2 separate regions of the Mus musculus genome follow, and region 1 is linked to region 2. A link is a contact called in public promoter capture Hi-C data. All regions are on one chromosome and are shown on one strand. Each heading gives the region's core, a stretch centred on a gene start, on an enhancer-like site or on the middle of the called end of the contact. The rest is flanking DNA. Distances are from core to core; before and after follow the strand shown.

Evidence for each region. Promoter capture Hi-C pulls out the DNA fragments that hold promoters and counts their contacts.
Region 1: a promoter capture Hi-C map of liver shows a contact between it and region 2, with 2.7 times the contacts expected there. The contact joins the promoter of Bnip5 here to the promoter of Tead3 in region 2. A contact is called at or near these places in 1 of 39 promoter capture datasets (liver), 1 of 115 datasets of contacts at active chromatin or transcription factors (bone marrow-derived macrophages) and 1 of 9 other capture datasets (macrophages).

Annotation. Positions count from the first base shown.
Region 1 is chr17:28,912,039-28,916,896 of GRCm38.p6, forward strand. It overlaps Bnip5 (BCL2 interacting protein 5), which reads right to left and starts at 3,286. Exons shown (of 12, transcript NM_172450.3): 1 at 3,131-3,286. The coding sequence starts at 3,195.
Region 2 is chr17:28,346,964-28,352,138 of GRCm38.p6, forward strand. It overlaps Tead3 (TEA domain family member 3), which reads right to left and starts at 3,842. Exons shown (of 13, transcript NM_011566.4): 1 at 3,646-3,842. It overlaps Tulp1 (tubby like protein 1), which reads right to left. Exons shown (of 15, transcript NM_021478.2): 15 at 4,552-5,039. The coding sequence ends at 4,906.

The DNA.
Region 1 (4,858 bases), core at 2,036-4,535, 560 kb after region 2:
AGGAGGCAAGCAATTTGGGAAGAAGCCCTGGTCACTAATGTTCCTCAAAGGGAACATCTGGGCCGTGTAGATACCTTACATAGAAACTGGCTCACATTCCTGAAGTCCCAGGTGTCAGCTGCCTTACTGTTGTGCTTCCAAAATACAGCTCAGGTCAGGAGAGGGAGAAGGAAAAATTAAGGAAAATATTCGACCTTCTCCACACCCACTTCACTTGGCTTTTACCTTCCACCAGCCTCTGAATTGCTCTTGGTTGGTGCTAAGGATACAACCACAAGCAAGATGCAATGTACACCCAAAAGAGAATGTTCTGGCGTTTATACTGGTCAAGCTGGCACCTTCAAGGGCAGTAGCTGTCCCTCCCTTTAATAGCTTGCAGGCTTAAGAGAAGGCAAATTTAGACCAAATGAACCACCTGATAATATGAATTAGCACAAAGAAAGTTGAGCCAGAAATACTGTTCAAACAGTGATCAGGGCTTCTGTTAACCAGACTGCTGTTCAACCAAATCATGAAAGCAGCCAAATGTGCAAGACACCATATTCATCTCCCTCAGGCCCCCTTTCTTCCCCGAGGTGGCTTGGCACCAGGCGTCCATCCCACAGCAAATGGGAGCATCCCCACCTAGCTGGAAGAAAGGAACAGCCATCTTTTAAAACGGGGGTCTATTGCCATGGAAACAGTTTTCTCCAGCTGTGGATAAGCTCAGCATCTTTCTCCTGCCTGCGACTTTGTCCCATGATGCTTTTCCAAGATTCCCAGTGAAGGACCACTCCAGGGTCCCCAAGACCTCCTGACTCCAAGCCCAGAGATCTCGTCTTACTCTTCAGCCTTCTGCTCAAGCTGTCCTGGCCTTTGATCCCATGACCACATCCTGGAAACTTTTTCCAGGTGGCCTCAACTGACGGAACTCATCTCTACCCTCCCCGACCCCTCTGCCTGCTCCATCTTTGGAATGTTGTAGAAACACTGTTCCAGATCTGGGTCAGAGACTGAGAGAGTATGGCTGGCCAGAGAGGGTGAGCCTGTTACTCTAGAGAGACGTTCTCTGTGCATACCTGTCTTTTCTGAGAAGATGCTGACCCACCTCCCCAAATTTCACTGCCAGTGATCTTTCTGGGTGTCCTCAGTATGAAATTGTGCCCATTTAGGAGTCATCACAGACAACTTCCTGGCCCAGACCGAGAGAGTCCAGGCACATTGCATGGATACCCAACCACTCATGTAAACATGTTTGTTTCCATGGCTGAGAATAGACTTCAGAGCAAAGTCCATACACCCTAGCCAGAAATACCCAAGGTCTGATGCACAGATCACGGGAGCCAAGATAGGAAAATGGCTCCAGTGACTCATTTCACAGCCACAAAGGACCAGAGAAGTCACACTGAACTGGCACGGTTTCCCCCAGCACGTGGCTGTGTTTGGCATATTTTCTAAACTGAACTTTGCCCTCATTACATTTGCCTTGCCTATTATTCTCATGCCAAAAGTTGCGGTGCTTCCTCCTCCATCCTTGTAGATCTCTCTCTCTCTCTCTCTCTCTCTCTCTCTCTCTCTCTCTCTCACACACACACACACACATATACACACTCATACACACATATACACTCACACACATACACTCATATACACATACACACATATACACACTCACTCATACACACACACTCACTCATACACACACACATACACACTCACACACACACACACATATACACACTCATACACACACATATACACTCACACACATATACACATATACACACTCACACACATTCACTCATACACACACAACACACACACACACACACCGCCTCACAGATGCTATGGAAGGCCCTGCAGGAGCACATCCTGCATACTGTCAGCCTACACTAACTCAGCATACCCAATACAGTCTCTATTCCGAGCATAAGAGGCTAAAGCTTGCCCCAGGCCCCGTGTCTAAGATCCATAAGGGATGCCTGGCTAGAGGTTCCCCTGTCCCCACCCCTGGCCAGGCAGGCCCTGTTTGTTTATGGTACAAATAAATAATTATACACAAACACTATAAGCCCTTTCACCTCGGTGATTGCGTTGACTCTGACAGCACCCAGTGAATCAGACTGTCTGGCGTGGGTACTGCGGCCCTGAGCTGCTGACACACAGTCAAAGTCCCAGAGCTGGGAGCAGAGAGCAGGACCTAAACATTCCTCTCTGGTCCAATTCCAAATCACACACACACACACACACACACACACACACACACATCCTGACTGTGTAGTCACACATCTATATATGTGTATAGAGATTGGACACATGTACCCCAAGTACAAAGCTTATGAATCCAGAGTGGGCCTCACAGCCCCATAGCCAATGGCTCTATGCTTAAGCTCACGAGGTCTCTCTCGGGCCCATACCACCCAGAGCTCAGAACCTTCCAGGCAGGGGAGAGCCAGGTGAAGCCAAGAGCAAAGCCATTATTTTGGACTCCTGCAGAGAGAGGTACAGATGCTTTCATGACTCTTGCCTTCTCACAGGCTGGGCAGTGAGGGGTTCTTCGGGGACCCCTGAGCCTGGAGTGGGAAACCTGTTCTTGGCCACACCCGGCCCCACTTGTTAAGCAACGACCAATCAAGGTCTCTCTGTGTGTGGTGGTAGTGGTGTGTGCGTGTGTGTGAGAGTGTGTGTGAGTGTGTGTGCATGCGTGCGAGGTGCATTCATTCATGTGTGGTATATGTATGTGTGGTGTGTATGTGTGTGTATGTGGGTGTGTGGTGTGTATGTGTGTGTTTGTGGTGTATGTTTTATGTGTGTGTGAGAGAGAGTGTGTGTGCTTGGTATGGTGTGTGTGTGTGTGTATGCATGTGTTTATGGTGTGTGTGGTGTGTGCAGGGGTGTCATGGGGGGTGTACCACGGCATGCATGGGAAGATTCGGATGAAGTTTTGAACTCAGGCTTGGATATCATGAGCAAGCACCTCTTCCTTCTGAGTCACACTCCATCTTTTTTTAAAAACAGACCCTAGGAAGACCAGCAAGCTAGAAGCAGAATTAGGTCTGGATTCGGGTCTATTACTCTTATGTCCAGCATCCTTTGGGACCCTGAAATACCCACCCATTGCCCTGGTTCCAAAAGCGAAGATTCAACCTACCTCAGACCACAGGAGTCGCTGCTGTCCCGGGGCATCCCTTGGCTGGGATTCCTTGATCTGGGCATTGTTCCTTGTTATGTAGAAGTCCTTTGTGGGTCAGCTCCAGCACTTCCAGGGAGAAGAAGCTGCTGTTGCGTGCAACTGCTAACACTATTCAGAGGGACTCAGAACTCCTGGCTTATATATAGTATTGTTTCCCTGGAGCTGAGCTCACAGGTAGCCAACCAGAGAGGAGGGCTGGCCACCAGGTTGCTTCCCGCCCAGGTTGCTTCCCGCTCCTCTGGGCTGTGGCAGAGATAGGAAGCTCTCTACCCAGGAGAGAGAGAGAGAGGAGAAAAAACACACACAGTTTCAGTTGACAGCTTCCTTATTGTACCTGAACGAAACCAGCGCTTAGAAACCAGCTTCATGTCTGGCCCGCGTTATGAAATTGAAATCCAAGCTTTCTTGGCGCCTCCAAGACTAAAGACCAGCACCATATTTAAAAAAAAAAAAAAAAAAAAAAAAAAAAAGACTTCCAATTCCCAATAGCCAACTTCTTAGGGGCTTGCTGGGTTTGTTTTTTGAGTTTGGGTTTTATTTATTTGTTTGTTTGTTTGTTTTTTGTTTTTGTTTTGTTTTGAGACAAAGGCCTGACTATTCTCTGTCATTTTGTCCTACCCTGCCCCCCCCCCAAAAAAAAGCTCTGGGGGCTGAAGAGATGGCCCAGTGATTAAAAGCACTGGCTGCTCTTGCAGAGAACCTGGGTTCAGTTCCTAGCAGCCATGTGATGATTTAATTCCAGTTCAAGGGGATCTAATGCCCTCTTCTGACCTCTATGGACACTGTGCAGGTATACACATACATTTATGTAAGCAAAATGCTCATGCACACAAATAAATATTTGAAAATGTCCTTTACACACACGCACACACACAACACTTTGGCCAAATTTAATCATGTGCTTTTTTTTTTTTAGATTTATTTATTATATGTAAGTCCACTGTAGCTATCTTCAGACCCCCCTGAAGAGGGTGTCTTTCATTATGGTTGTGAGCCACCATGTGGTTGCTGGGATTTGAACTCAGGACCTCTGGAAGAGCAGTCAGTGCTCTTAACCACTGAGCTATCTCTCCAGCCCCAATCATACACTCTTTTAATCCCAATATGCTGGAGGGAGAGGCAGGCAGATCTCTGTGAGTTTAAAGTCACATAGCTACATAGCCAGTTTCAGACCAGTTAATGATATTGAGACCTTGTCCCTCTCTCTCCCCGAAAAAAAAAGGTTATGATAAAATTTCTGTAGTGTGCATTTTATCACATCAAAAAGAAGCCAATGGAGGGGCAGGTGTGGGGTCACTGTGCAGATGTGGGGTCACTGTGCAGGTGTGGGCTTATTGTACAGGTGTGGGGTCACTGTGCAGGTGTGAGGTCACTGTGCAGGTGTGGGGTCACTGTGCAGGTGTGAGGTCACTGTGCAGGTGTGAGGTCACTGTGCAGGTGTGAGGTCACTGTGCAGATGTGGGGTCATTGTTCAGGCATCTGCCTGAAACTGCCCAATCCCACCCCAGACATGCTTGTATTGTGTGCCAGCGCTCACAGGAGGGAAGCTTCTGTGCCTGCACCTCTCTCATCAATGCTCCTCCAAGACCAAATCTTAGTCTGCAGCCCTAGAGACAGAGCCAGGGGTCTGAGGAACAGGGCTAGCCACAGGGTGTGTGTGGAGCCCAGTACAAAATGATTACAAAG
Region 2 (5,175 bases), core at 2,592-5,091:
AAATTAGGGTTATGTGAACTGTAACATAAATTTGTCATTTTAACTACTTGTTTTTCTTACTGGGTTTTGATATAAAGCCTCACTTTGTAGCTCTCGCTGGTCTTGAACTCACCATCCACACGCCCCGCCTCTCGTGTGTTAGGAATTGCAAATGTGAGCAAAAAGAAAATTCATATTGTGGTAAAAAAAAAATTCATACATAACATAACATCTACCATGTCCCCCCCCCCCACACACACACACACACAGCATCTTTTTAAAAATTTGAGACAGACTCTCTCTGTGTAGCCCTGGCTGTCCTGGAACTTGCTCTGTAGACCAGGCTGGCCTCTCAAGAGCAGAGCTGCGCCTGCCTCTGCTTCTGAAGGTACACACCACCACACCCGGCTGGGCAGTACCTTTCCAAGGTCTTCCAGGTAGATGGCACATGCTCTGGTGTCACAGGCCCCCACACCCTGTGTGGCAGAGCCCTGAGGATGTCACCCACACAAGCTGAGGCAGTGACCACCCACAGAGTTGGTCTCAGTCACACCCCAGTTTCTCACATACTCAGTCCGCCTGGCTCTCCCAGGCTGTCTCACAGGATACAGGCTGTGTCCATTGCATCCGGCTCCTCTGCACCCTCATACGCATCCGTGGTGGCAGAGGATCCTGTCGTTGCATTCACGTGCAGTGTCATGAACAGTCACACAGACAAACCCAAAGCCACCTCACGCATCATTTCACAACCGACAACAGAAGTGGCCACGCCATGGCATGACAGGTCACACGGAACGCCTCTCAGGTAGAATCCCAGCACCACAGTCCCTCACACAGCCAGTGTACCCAAAGACACACAAATAGACACACAAATTTTCTCCACAACTACCCTACTGTGGTACCCAACACCGGAATATCATCCCAGTGATCTCTCTCTCTCTCTCTCTCTCCCTCTCTCTCTCTCTCTCTCTCTCTCTCTCTTTCTCTCTCGTGCATTCGCGCGCGCGCACACACACACACACACACACACACATACACACACGCACACGCACACACGCACGCACGCATCTCTACCCCCCACCCAACTTACACACCAGATTCTCACAGGCTCTCTTTACACCACATGGGTCCTGGACATCCCATTTCTAGCTTGACAACAAGCAATCTTACCTCAGAGCAGTCTCTCCTAACAGCCAGCCAGCCCAAGGTCTCAGTTTCTCCAACGACCACAGTGATGAAGGACGTGGCTCTCAGGCACATCGCCCACTCTCCCCACTTGTGGCCCCAGAGACTGTACCTGGGTCCTTTCCCACACAGACACCCCCTGCACAGTGTGGCCCACACAGATGACCCCCATGGTCCTCAACTATCCTCAAATCCAGTCACACCAGCAGTTGTGTTCCCATTTCCGTCTATCACTTCCTGTCTTTTCAGGCCTGGCAGGGAGTCCAGGAAACAATCAACACTCTAGGAAACCCCAAGGGCTCAGGCTCTGGGGACCTGGGTCTGGATTCTCCCGCTCTAGCCTCCGGAGGGTCTGGAGCACGCAGAGCACCGCAACAGTGAGCACAGGCCAGCAGTGACAGGCTCAGGCTCCCGAGACCCATGGGGAACCTCCTGGGAACCCCAGAACACTGTGACAGTCAGGCCTTCCCTTTACTGCTCCTCAAACAGGAGTCCACCCTCCGAACCTCAGCTTCTCCAGATCCACCCAGGACAGGACTGGTGGCTGCTGTTCCAGCAAAAGCTCCTACATGGAACTGTGGGGGCCCTGAAAGGCTCTAAGTAGCCATCCAGTGACCTCTGAACCCCACTTACAAGGGCAAGCATCCCCAACTCCACACACAGCCTCCCCTGGCCCTTCAGTTCTGTCTCAGGCCACCGTGCTTTGACTACATGCCCTTCCCCACACTCTGCTCCCAGCCCTCCCTGCACTGTCCCGGGCGACCCACCCATCCCTCTAGACCCCTCTAGGCTCAGCTTCCATGATGGGCCTGTGGGATGAGGGACCAAGCACCTGAAGAGCTACCAATACAGTGGGCAGCAAACCAGAGACCCAGCTCCTGCCCTTGGTGGAGCTATCTTTTTATGCGTATTTCTTTTCTCCCGACAGCAGAACTAGTTAGGGTCTAAAAATTCAGTGATGGTGGATGAGAGACTCTGGATAGACACACACCTGTGTGTGTGTGTGTGTGTGTGCACTCAAAAGATTTCCTGCCAACCACTGGCCATTCTGTTCCCCAAAGTGCTAATTAGCATTAATTACAGTTCCCTCCCTGGAGGTGGGGAAGGCCTGGCTTCCAGCCCCTCCCTGAGGAGGGGGGTAATTCAGTCTCCTGTCCACTCTTGGCCCAAGGGATAAGTAGACAGACCCTCACCCTTCCCATGAAGGAAGAAAAGGCTTGTCAGACAACGGGGAAGACCAGAGTGGGAAGGGAAGACCGGATGCCCTCAACTGCTTTAACAAGTGTCAGGAGAAGGAGGTCTGGGGACTAGGAAGGGCAGAGGCATAGTCCTTACACCTTCAACTAATAGCTGCTTTCCCTCCTGGCAGCAGCCCGCAGCTGGTTGTGAGTGTAGGGGTGTCCCAGACCCCAGCACTGAGGCAAAACCCTGTGTGTACAGATCCAGGCTACGAGAGTTCAAATACACGGAGCCACCATGGACACCAGTCCCTCAAAGCTGTGTCCAGCCCCCACCGCCATCCTCCGGGCTAGGCTACAAGTCCAGGCCTGACTTGGTTCTGCCCCTACCTGGAGAGAGCTCGAGATACAGAGAGAGGGACACAGGCCCTGAGAAGCCCGGCCCTAGGCTTCGTTCGTTCCCTCTTGCTCTTTAAAAAACTAAGCCCTCAATCAGGGCCCCTGTTGGGGGGGGGGGGGGGGGCGGGTAGAGTAGGGGCTAAAGTGACACTGCCCCGAAGGCCTGCTGGGGCTAGAAAACAGACCCACATCAGCGCTCCAGCCTCCCTTCCCAGGCAGGAATAAAGACGTGACAGACAATGGAGAGGACCCGAGTGGGAAGGGAAGCCCTGTCGCCCACAATTGCCTTAACAAGTTCTCCGGAGAAGTGCGGGGAAGGCCCCAAATCCAGCCGCGTCCCGAGCGAGGCTCCTGGAGCAAGGAGCTGGGACTCGCCCCGAGGCGGGCGGCAGAACTGTAGGGGACAGGCGTCCCCCCACGCCTTTGGGTGCGCACACGCTCCGGGCTCACACTGTGGCTTCCAGACACCCGGGCCGGGTCCCAGCGCAGCCGCGAGCAGCGCGCACACCGGCGCGCCCTGGCTAAGGCCTGCGTGGAGCCCGGGGCTCGCGGGCTCTCGGGAGTCCAAAGGGCGCCCCGGATACGAGTCCCGGCGCAGGCCTTCCAAGCCCGCGGCTCTGGGCGCACACCCCGGCACACGGCGGGGCCAGGCCCGGGCACCCGGGACACTCCGGGCTTCCCAGCCTCCGGGTCGCGGGGGGGTGGGGTGGGTGGGCGGGGCTTCCCGGAGAGCGTCTCCCCCCTTCCCTCCAAAGTTCCCGGCACCCAGGTCCTGGGCTCCGGCGCGGGCTGGACAATAGCTCAGAACCCCTAGAGTGTCCCGGGTCCCCGCCATCCAGAAGCCACCCGAGCAGAGCAGTCACCTCTGCGCGCGAGGCCTCCGAGTTGCATTCCCCGGGCTTACCTGCTCCGAGCTCCGGGGGGCGCTCCGCCGGGCCGCTCCGCCGGGCCCGAGGGAGTAGTGAGGGGGGCCGGGAAGGGGGGTCGTGGGCAGGGGGATGGCCGGAATGTACGGAATGAGCCCGGCCGGAGCGGGAGGTGCTGGGCGCGGAGGAGGGAGCGAGCGGGACGGAAAGTTTGTGTTGAGGGAGCCGGGCGGGGGGTGGGGGCTGCGGGCGGGAGGGGCGGGACCGGTAGGCGGGGCCAACGGCGGGCGGGCCCACGGGTGGGCGGTGCTATTTGGGGGGAGTGATCTAAGGCGGGCCGGGGCCTGCTGTCTCTCTAACCACCCAGTCCCAAGAACGCCCGTAGCTGTGGATTCACACTCCCGCGCACCCCATTCCTCGCTCGTCGTCTCAGAGTTCCCACCTCCCCTACACAACCCCCTTGTGGGTACTCCGCTGAATCTAGAGGGATCAGGTCTGGGGCGGAGCCAAGAGGAGAGCTCTGCCCCCTAGGCTGAACTCCTTGGAGGTGTTTAGGGTCCTGGGGAGCCGCGTCCTCCGCATCCAAATGACCCGAGCGCGCACGGGGTCTCGGGCTCCCCACCCTTCTACTCGGGTCCCGGGCAGCCCAGGCCTCTGCAGCTCCCCTCCCGCCCAGAGCCCGCCCCCCACTCCGGGGCCTCAGACTTGGCTCCGCCCTGCCCGGACCCGGTTTGTCTGGTTCTCCCCGAGTGGCTTGTTTCTCGAATTTCTCCCTTTCTCCCTCTTCCTCTACCTCTAGGGCCCTCCCTCTCCTCCCTACTGGCGGAGAGTCGGGGGCCCGGACCCTGTGCGCTTGACGAGGTTCCATAGAACAGAAGGGGACGCGGGAGCGCGGGGCCAACGCAGGCACCTGAGTTTACACACATGAATCCAGAAACTACCGATGCGTTCAGCCTCGGACGTGACTTTATTGGGGATGTGGGTCCCTGGCTCTGCTTCACCATCGTCCCCTCCCCACCCCCTACAAACCCCCCAGCGCGGGGTCGGAGGGGCCTCGAACATCTGACTCCGGCTCTCTGACAGGAAGTGACTGGGGAGGAGGGGGCGAGGCAAGTACTTTTGGGCGACCAGATGTTCATCTCCATCCCCTCTGCCTCAGCCGGTGCCAGGCTGGGGGAGTGGAGGGGGGAAATGCCCGGAGGTCACGGAGAGGGGTGAGCCCTTCCATGGGAGCTGTGGGGGAGGGACCTTGCCACCCCCAACCGAATGCTTTCCCAGCGCTGAGGAGCTGTGGGGGGTCACTCGCAGGCCAGCTTCCCGTCGAAGCTGGAGAGGGCGATGGCGAAGGCCTGCAGAGCACACAGCGGGTACCGGTAGTCTAGGGTGAAGGCGTCCTCAGCCACGCGGCCGAACTGCAGCACTATATAGTCAGCTGTGAAGACAGACCGTGGGGTGACCTTGGACCCCATCTCGACAGGCAACCCCTCAACAAAACGAGGTCTTGCTCCTTGATGTGGAGTCATAGCCCCCATGCAGCTTCAGGCCACCTTCCCCGTTCTGGGTCATCC